2 separate regions of the Muntiacus reevesi genome follow, and region 2 is linked to region 1. The links are chromatin contacts, called in public Hi-C maps. All regions are on one chromosome and are shown on one strand. The core of a region is the stretch at or near the end of the contact, and the rest is flanking DNA. Distances in the headings are between cores, read along the strand shown. Region 1 holds the start of PEBP1 (phosphatidylethanolamine binding protein 1). Region 2 holds the start of TAOK3 (TAO kinase 3).

What was found. A called contact is a pair of places that touch in the nucleus more often than the background predicts.
Region 2: a contact with region 1 is called in a Hi-C map of muscle, with 2.6 times the contacts expected there. The contact joins the promoter of TAOK3 here to the promoter of PEBP1 in region 1. A contact is called at or near these places in 2 of 3 Hi-C or Micro-C datasets (blood and muscle).

What each region holds. Positions count from the first base shown.
Region 1 is chr13:16,357,873-16,361,894 of mMunRee1.1, forward strand. It overlaps PEBP1 (phosphatidylethanolamine binding protein 1), which reads left to right and starts at 1,839. Exons shown (of 4, transcript XM_065904707.1): 1 at 1,839-2,110; 2 at 3,283-3,392; 3 at 3,750-3,850. The coding sequence starts at 1,976.
Region 2 is chr13:16,554,783-16,558,541 of mMunRee1.1, forward strand. TAOK3 (TAO kinase 3) reads right to left here and starts at 1,559. Exons shown (of 21, transcript XM_065903878.1): 1 at 1,397-1,559.

The sequences.
Region 1 (4,022 bases), core at 589-3,088:
AAATGTAATTGTTTTGGCGAACAAACAACAAAATTATTTGTATTCATAATTTTAAAATTGGAAAGATATGTCCCAAATTGTTACCGATGTTTATGTTTAAATAGTGGAATAGAAGCCATTCTTAATTATTTCTTTGGATTTTTTTAATCTTAATTTTCTACAAAGCACTTGTATTATTTCCTAGTAGAACTAAAAACAACAAACAACTTGGGGGGTGGGTAGTAATCAGTGTAAAAAACTGTCCTAAGGTCATACTGCTAAGTCGCTTCAGTTGTGTCCCACTCTTAACAACCAATGGACTGTAGCCCCCCAGGTTCCTTTGTCCATGGGATTCTCCAGGCAAGAATACTGGAGTGAGTTGCCATGCCCTCCTCAAGTGATTGAATCCAGGTTTCCTGAATTACAAATATTCTTTACCATCTGAGTCACCAGGGAAGACTTAAGGTCATATTAGGCTAAGGACTAGTAAATAGTGCCCATCGTATTCAGCAAAAATAAAGCATCTGGTGGTCACAACGAAAGCAGTTTTGAAGAAAAAAAAAAGAAAGCAGTTTTGAGGCAGTCACTTGTCAACAAAGGAAGAATAGTAACTATGGTTTATTGACTAAAACAAAACAGAAAAAAACAAAAATGCACAGCATTTAGCTCTGGGGAACTGCTTGGAAGAGGAAGGGCCAGAAGCCAGTACATATGTAATTCTGGCCAAGAGTATGTGCGATCAAGCATAAGTCTTAGTAGAAGGTTGCTTCTAGGAGCAAATAGTTCATGATTTTTGCGCTTTAAAAAAAAGTATGGAAAGATGCAAAAATCTGGATTAATTAAAAAAAAACTCTCCTAGAATATATCTAATGGTTTTGCCTTTTTTCCCCCCAAAGCACAAAGTGCCTCGTTCTGTCCTGAATACCTTTCAGGGTATTTTATATTGTAGGTCGGGGATTGCAGGGGCTGACTTCATTCTTTTGAAAATGGATGGTATCAACTATACTCCAATAAAAATTAATTAAAGAAAAAAAAAAACACACTAGATGGTGAGCAACATTCCTCGTTTCACAAGTTAAAAAATCACTTCTCAAAAAAAAAAAAAAAACCCAATAATTTCCCCCCCAGTCTTGGCAAGACCAAGTCCGGATAGAAGAATCAAACGCTATGTGCAAATATTTCTGCCGGTTGAGAAAAGCGCCGACAGAAAGTGAAGTCGCTTAGTCGTGTCTGACTCTTTGCGACCCCATGGACTGTAGCCTACCAGGCTCCTCCGTCCATGAAATTTTCCAGGCAAGAGTCCTGGAATGGGTTGCCATTTCCTTCTCCAGGGTATCTTTCCGACCCAAGGATCAAACCCGGGTCTCCCGCATTGCAGGCAGACGCAAGTGGGGATGGGAGAAGCAAACGTTTTGTGCAAACATTCTTGCAGATTGAGAACAGCGCTGACAAGCTCCCCCCAGACCCTCTCCAGGCCATTACCGAAGCTAGTGAGCATGCGCGAAAGTACAAAGAGGAGGGGCAATGTGGGTTGCTTTAAGAAGTGCGACAGAAAAGCAAGGCCTTACCATTTCTGCAATTTTAAGGTTGAACAAAGAAAAAGGCAAAAAGTTTAAAAAAAAAATCGAAAGTAGCTCAATTGCAATTCTTGAAACAACAGTCTTGCAAGCTCAGTCATAACTCTTGGGAACTCCCCCAGCAAAAGAGTAGCAAGAGCTCCCTCTGCAAAAAGAAAGGCCAAGCCTGGTGCATTGACCCGGGAGCGCCCGACGACCCGCGCTACCGGGCTCGGCCAATCAGAGAGAAGAGTGGGGCCCCTCCCCGCCGGTGACTGGAGGAGCGGGATGGGGCGGGGCGGTGGCTCAGGAGCTTGTACTCCTCGGCAGTGTGGCTCGAACTACCTCCGTGCATTGTGCAGACTGCTGTGAGTCCGTGCTCCTACCCTGCGCGAGTCCACAAGCCGCTTTCTCTGCTGTCTGACCCGCTCGGCTCCACGATGCCGGTGGACCTCGGCAAGTGGTCCGGGCCTTTGAGCCTGCAGGAAGTGGATGAGCGGCCGCAGCACCCGCTGCAGGTCAAATACGGCGGGGCGGAGGTCGACGAACTGGGCAAAGTACTGACACCCACTCAGGTACCGAGGGCGGAAGGGGTGCAGCTGCTGGAGGCTGGGAGGCTCTCAGGTCGGCGGGTCGGCGGCCCAGTGGAAGTGGGGAGGACGTTCCGGCCTCTAGTGCGCCGGATCCACCAAGGGAAGGGAGTCGCGGTGCCCAAGCCGCAGGCCTGCCGACCGCTCCCTCCCCCTAACCAGCGCCGGGAACCTGGCACGTGGCGGGCGGGGCTCGCCCTGGGGAAGAAATTGATACATTCTCTTGGGATTTCGAGGAGCAGGCAGGGGAGGAGGCCTCGAAATGGCCCAGATCGCTGGACAGGGGCGGGGAGGAGGCCTTCCCCCGGAGGTAGTGGGCGGTGGCCCCTCACGCCCCCAGAGCGTCCCCTCTCGGCCCGGAATTTTAGGCCTCAGTATGGGGAGTAAAAGCCCCACCCAAGGGCATATGACGCATTATGTAACCAGTGAGCAGCAGGGCCCTGTGATTCCTCCTTTGTTTTTAACGGTCTGGAGCTGGAAGCCACCCAAATGTAGGTGCGTTCTGGAGCTGGAAGACTCGAGGGTAACGGCCTTGTTCTACCGTTTGGCCTTTGACCCCCGCCCGACTTGGCTAAGGCCTAACCAGGTTCTGGCTGCTGCAAGTGGGGAACTAGGTGCCTGGACACCGTGGTCAGTAGTTGGTCCTGACGCTTCGGGGCAGCAGTGCGAATAAACAGTGCTCAGATGGTTTATTAATTTAGATGTTTACAGAGTTTATTGTTTCGGGTGTGTAAAGTGCCCTTCCGGCAGCCTCTCTTTGCCAAACTCACTGTCCACGTCTGTCCATCTTGGTTTCCTCTGCCCTTTTAAATATCCACTTAATTCAGATTTCACTTTAGCAGGCCCCAGATAATGTGGTCTCCAGTCTAGAGATTGTGTTATTCCAAATAATGTAAGGTTGTAGTCAGCAACCGTTGAAATCCTGACCCACCTTTTTCTGTTAATAATATGCTATGATACTAGCCCCATAGTGTTGTTGGGACTAAAATAAATAACGTATATTAAACATCAGTCCCGGGTTCTTAGTAGAGTCAGTACAGTTGAGCTTTTATTAATAATTTCTGTGCTTGACCTTTGAGGAATCCAAGGTCAAAGAAAGAGTGCTGGTTTCTTCAGCATTTCTGACTTTTAAGCTCCAAATCTGTTCTTTCCTACAGGTTAAGAACCGGCCCACCAGCATTACATGGGATGGCCTTGATCCAGGTAAATTGTACACCTTGGTCTTGACAGATCCGGATGCTCCCAGCAGGAAGGACCCCAAATACAGGCAAGTTGGAGAAAGAGGGGGAGTAGCGGGTCATCCATTGTGACCCAGTGCTTCATATGTGGGAAGAAACAGACTTCATTTGGGGTGTTCACTTCCATACTTAAATCTGAGCGTGCGTTTTGCTCCTAGAGCAAGACTGTAGAATAGCCGAGAGCTGGATCGGCCCAGGCTTGTTTTTGTACAGCCCCATGAGCTGAGGATGACTAACATTTTTAAAAGAGCAATAATACTTTGTGACATGTGGATATTACATGAAATTCAGACTTTGGTGTCCCTAATTAAAGTTCTGTTGGCTGACTGCCTGTGAGTGTGTACTGACTTCCTGTGATGCTGATGGTCCTCTCTTCCTCCACGTAGGGAATGGCACCATTTCCTGGTGGTCAACATGAAGGGCAACGACATCGGCAGTGGCACAGTTCTGTCTGATTATGTGGGCTCCGGGCCTCCTAAGGGCACAGGTCAGTAAAGGTTGCATTTGGAAGGAGATATGGGAGGGGAGCCTGGGTGCATATTAGGATTGATATAAAGTGCTACAAAATCTTAGTCTAGCTTTTAGAGTCTTATATTTATGAGAGCCCTTATCCTAGTGAAGATTTTAGGCAACTCAGTTCCCCTCTGAAGCAGCTGTCT
Region 2 (3,759 bases), core at 309-2,808, 200 kb after region 1:
AGAATTCTAACTGGAAAGTGCTGTTAGTTCAGTGACTCCAATACCTCTTTTCAAAATTTAGTTTGACTTTCCAACTATCTTTCCAACACATCAAAGATAAACAGTCAAACTTAGTATATTCGTTCCTTTAAGTCTGCCTTGTAAACACTGATACTGGTGTGCTGCTGAACCTGAAAGAATTTCTGAGCTCCTCGCTGAGCCCAAGTGAAAAAAGAAGCAGGGTCTATCAAAATTTAAACAACCTAATGAATCAAAAACCTGCATCTCCAAGAGGGGCCCTTCCCTTTCCACTTGTTTGTGAGAAGTTTAAGAAGCCCTCTTCAACTTTTCACGCTCTGAGGAAGCTACTGAAGTCAGGAAGCCCCTCACTTTCAAGGCATTCACGCCCAGCTCGGAGAAACAGACGGGAAGCCAGGCGGCCAGTGAGCAGAGGTCCCTAGCCCGCCCCTCGCTCCTGCCCTTTCCCGGATCCCCGCACTTCAGCCGTACCCTCCAGTCCGTGCGTTCTCCCTGAAGCTGTTCATTACATAATCCCCGCTCCTCAGAGTCACCCACGGAGTCCTGGGGGCTCCCGCGGCCCCCCGTCTCCCACTCCGTCCTAAAAAACCTCAGCTGACTGCACCCGGGGAGCGGCGGCCGGCTGTTGCGATTCGCCCAGCGCCGCGACCCGGACCCCCAGACCCCCTCTTCTCGCCCACGCGGGGCGGGGCCGCGCCTCCGCCACAGCCCCTGGGGACCCCCTCAGACTCAGGTCCTCAGCCCCCAAGGTGTCCCCCGTCACAGCCGCTGTCCCAGCTCCTCTCGGTGTCCCCCAACACACCTGCTGTCCCAAGCCTCTCGGAGTCCCCTTTGCCGCTCAGACCCTCTGTCCTGGCTCATTTCTGGGTCTCCTCCTTTGAGAGTCCCTTCCTCAGCCGCTCTCGGGGTTCTACCTCAGACCCACTGTCCCAGTTCCTTTCAGGGTCTTCCCCCCCTCAGATCCACCGTCCCAACTCCTCTCAGGGTCCCCCTCCTCAGATCCCCATCCTAGCTCCTCAGGGTTCCCTCCTTACACCCGCTGTCCCAGCTCCTCTGGGGCCCCCCTCCCGTCACACCCGTTGTCCCAAGCCCTCTCGAGGTTTCCCTCTCAGGCCCGCGGGGCCGGCCCCTCTGAGGGGGTCTCCTCTCCACAGAGCGGACTGTCAAAACCACTCCCGGAACTCCTCTCCCTCGAGTCCTCGCCGACCCCACTCCGCCCTGGGTCCCGTCGCCTCGACTCACTCTGTCAACTCCTCCCGCCCCGGTGCTCTCACCTCAGACCTGCTGTCACCACCCCGGGCCCCGCGTCGCCGCCGCCGCTTCCTCTCTCACACTTGCTCCCGAGTCGCTCTTCTGCCTCTTGTTCCCTGGTGAATACCTGGGTCCAGTCACTGAATGTCCGGTCCGGCAGTGCAGAGCCTCCGCCCGCGGTCTCCGCGTCGGGTCCCACTCTCGCACGCAGGACCCCAACGCCGCCGTCGCCACCGGGCGCCTCACGGACCCTCCCGCGGCAGCCGCTGCTGCTGTCCGAGGTGCGGCTCCTGCCAGGGGTGGCCAATCGCACCCGACTGCGCCGAGCGTGCTCCGCCCCACCGTCCCAGTCTGCCCGCCCCCTGCACCCGGCCACGCCCCTAGTCAGGCTCCGATAGGCTCTCTACTGACCTTCCCTGACGGTGGGGCACAGACTCGTGGTCGGATATAGGTACTTGATTGGAGGTGCCTGGGAAGCCGAGCGGTCGATGACTCCCGAGGATTGGTGGAGTTGAATGTGGGCGGGATAGGGAGGGGCGGGGTTTCCTCAGACGCGGAAGACCTTGCCTGTTCAGTTACCCGCTGGCCCGTCTGGGGTGGGGTCTGGCTTGTTTGTGCTGCGTCGGGGGTCAAAGTTCATGGCACTCCTTTCTGAGTTTTCTTGGGAGACTCCCAAAGCCTGGGGCCCCCTGGGGCTCCCTGGGACCACCTTGTTAGAGTCTTTGGGGTCCCCATTCCCCCGTTATACCTGGCACGGCTTTCTAAGTAATTCTGCCATAAATTGATAATGGCATTTATTCACTAAGGACTTCTGTTTCCTGAATTTAAACTCTCTAATATCTTTGTCTAGGGTGTTGCCCTTCCTTGCATTGCGTTCTAAGGACGTCAGTTTGATGCTGCTGGGGGGAAAAGAGTGTATATACTACATGCATACTCTGCACAACTAGGCACTCAACACTGATAGGTATAAGGACAAAGCTTAAGAAATCCTTAGTTTGTGGGTTATGATAATCATTTTGACAAGTAGGAACAGGAACTGTGTGCTAGGGGAACCCTTGCTAGCTTTAGCAAGACTTCAACATACTCTTTTTCAGGGCAACATGAAATGGTTTTAATGATTTTGTGGGAATTAATGGCCAAAATATAATGAACTTTGACCCAAAAGCAACCCGTGATAACCAGAGAAACCCATCTTGACCCAAGCGCCAAGAGGATACTTGCCAGGGGTGAAAGTGCATCCTATTAACTCAGAGTCATTCTTTATATTTTTGTGAAACTGGCTATGTTGATTAAATCAATTAAAACTAAAACCGCTACCTTCACCCCTAAACCCTAAAGTTTATGGACTTTGACAATTCAGCCTTTTGTGAAGACATTGTTTCATTTTAGGAACACAGTTTGTTCCTAAGCCTTATCAGATGTATACAGGACTTTGCTCTTACAAAAGTCTCCATCATTAACTCTTTTTTAACTCCTGCTAACAAAATTTTTCTAAACAATATTCAGGTTTTTCCTAGCATTTTAAAATCATTGCTGTGTGTTGTGTTAGTTGCTTGGTCGCGTCCGACTCTGCAACCCCATGGAGGTCCTCTGTAGCCCACCATGGTCCTTAGTCCATGGAATTCTCTAGGCAAGAATACTGGAATGGGTTGCCATTTCCTTCTCCAGGGTATCTTCCTGACCCAGGGATCAAACCTGTGTCTCCTGGATTGGCAGGTGGATTCTTTACCACTGTGCCAGTGGGGAAGGACGGCACAGTATGATTTAAAATCGTTATTTAAAGTAGTGCTCATTCCAATTAAGATCATACTGATCTAAGACCATACTTGCCATCCTTTCCCGCTGGCACAGTGGTAAAGAATCCACCTGCCAATGCAGGAGACTCAAGAGATGCAGGTTTGATCCCTGGGTCGGGAAGATACCCTGGAGAAGGAAATGTCAACCCACTCCAGTATTCTCGTCTAGAGAATTCCATGGACAGAGGACCCTGGTGGGCTACAGAGGACCTCCATGAGGTTGCAAAGAGTCGGACATGACTGAGCGACTAACACAACAACCACCAATTACGATGCTCCCTTTAAGATGTAATTTTGAGTGTTAGGGTATGTAACAAGGGTTTGGCAGGCCTTCCTCTAACATGAATTCTTATGTAGATATTGCCTGAGCCGTGTGACTGAGTGCCATTTTGGGAAGGGATGCAGAGATTTCAAGGTGGTAAAACTTGATTTTAAGGGAACTTGATTTTTAGAGGCCTAGGGAAAGACTGTCCAAAATCATATTAGACAACTGTACATGTTGGATAAGACTAAAGTCATGAGAGAATATTTTTGACTAGGTCCTGTTTCTTTATAAAGTATTTATTAGTTAAGAGCTCATCCTGAAAATGTGAAAGTGTTAGTTGCTCAGTTGTGTCCAACTCTTTGCAACTTCAGGGACTGTAGCCCCCTCCCCAACCCCCCCACACCCCAGGCTCCTCTGTCCGAGGGATTC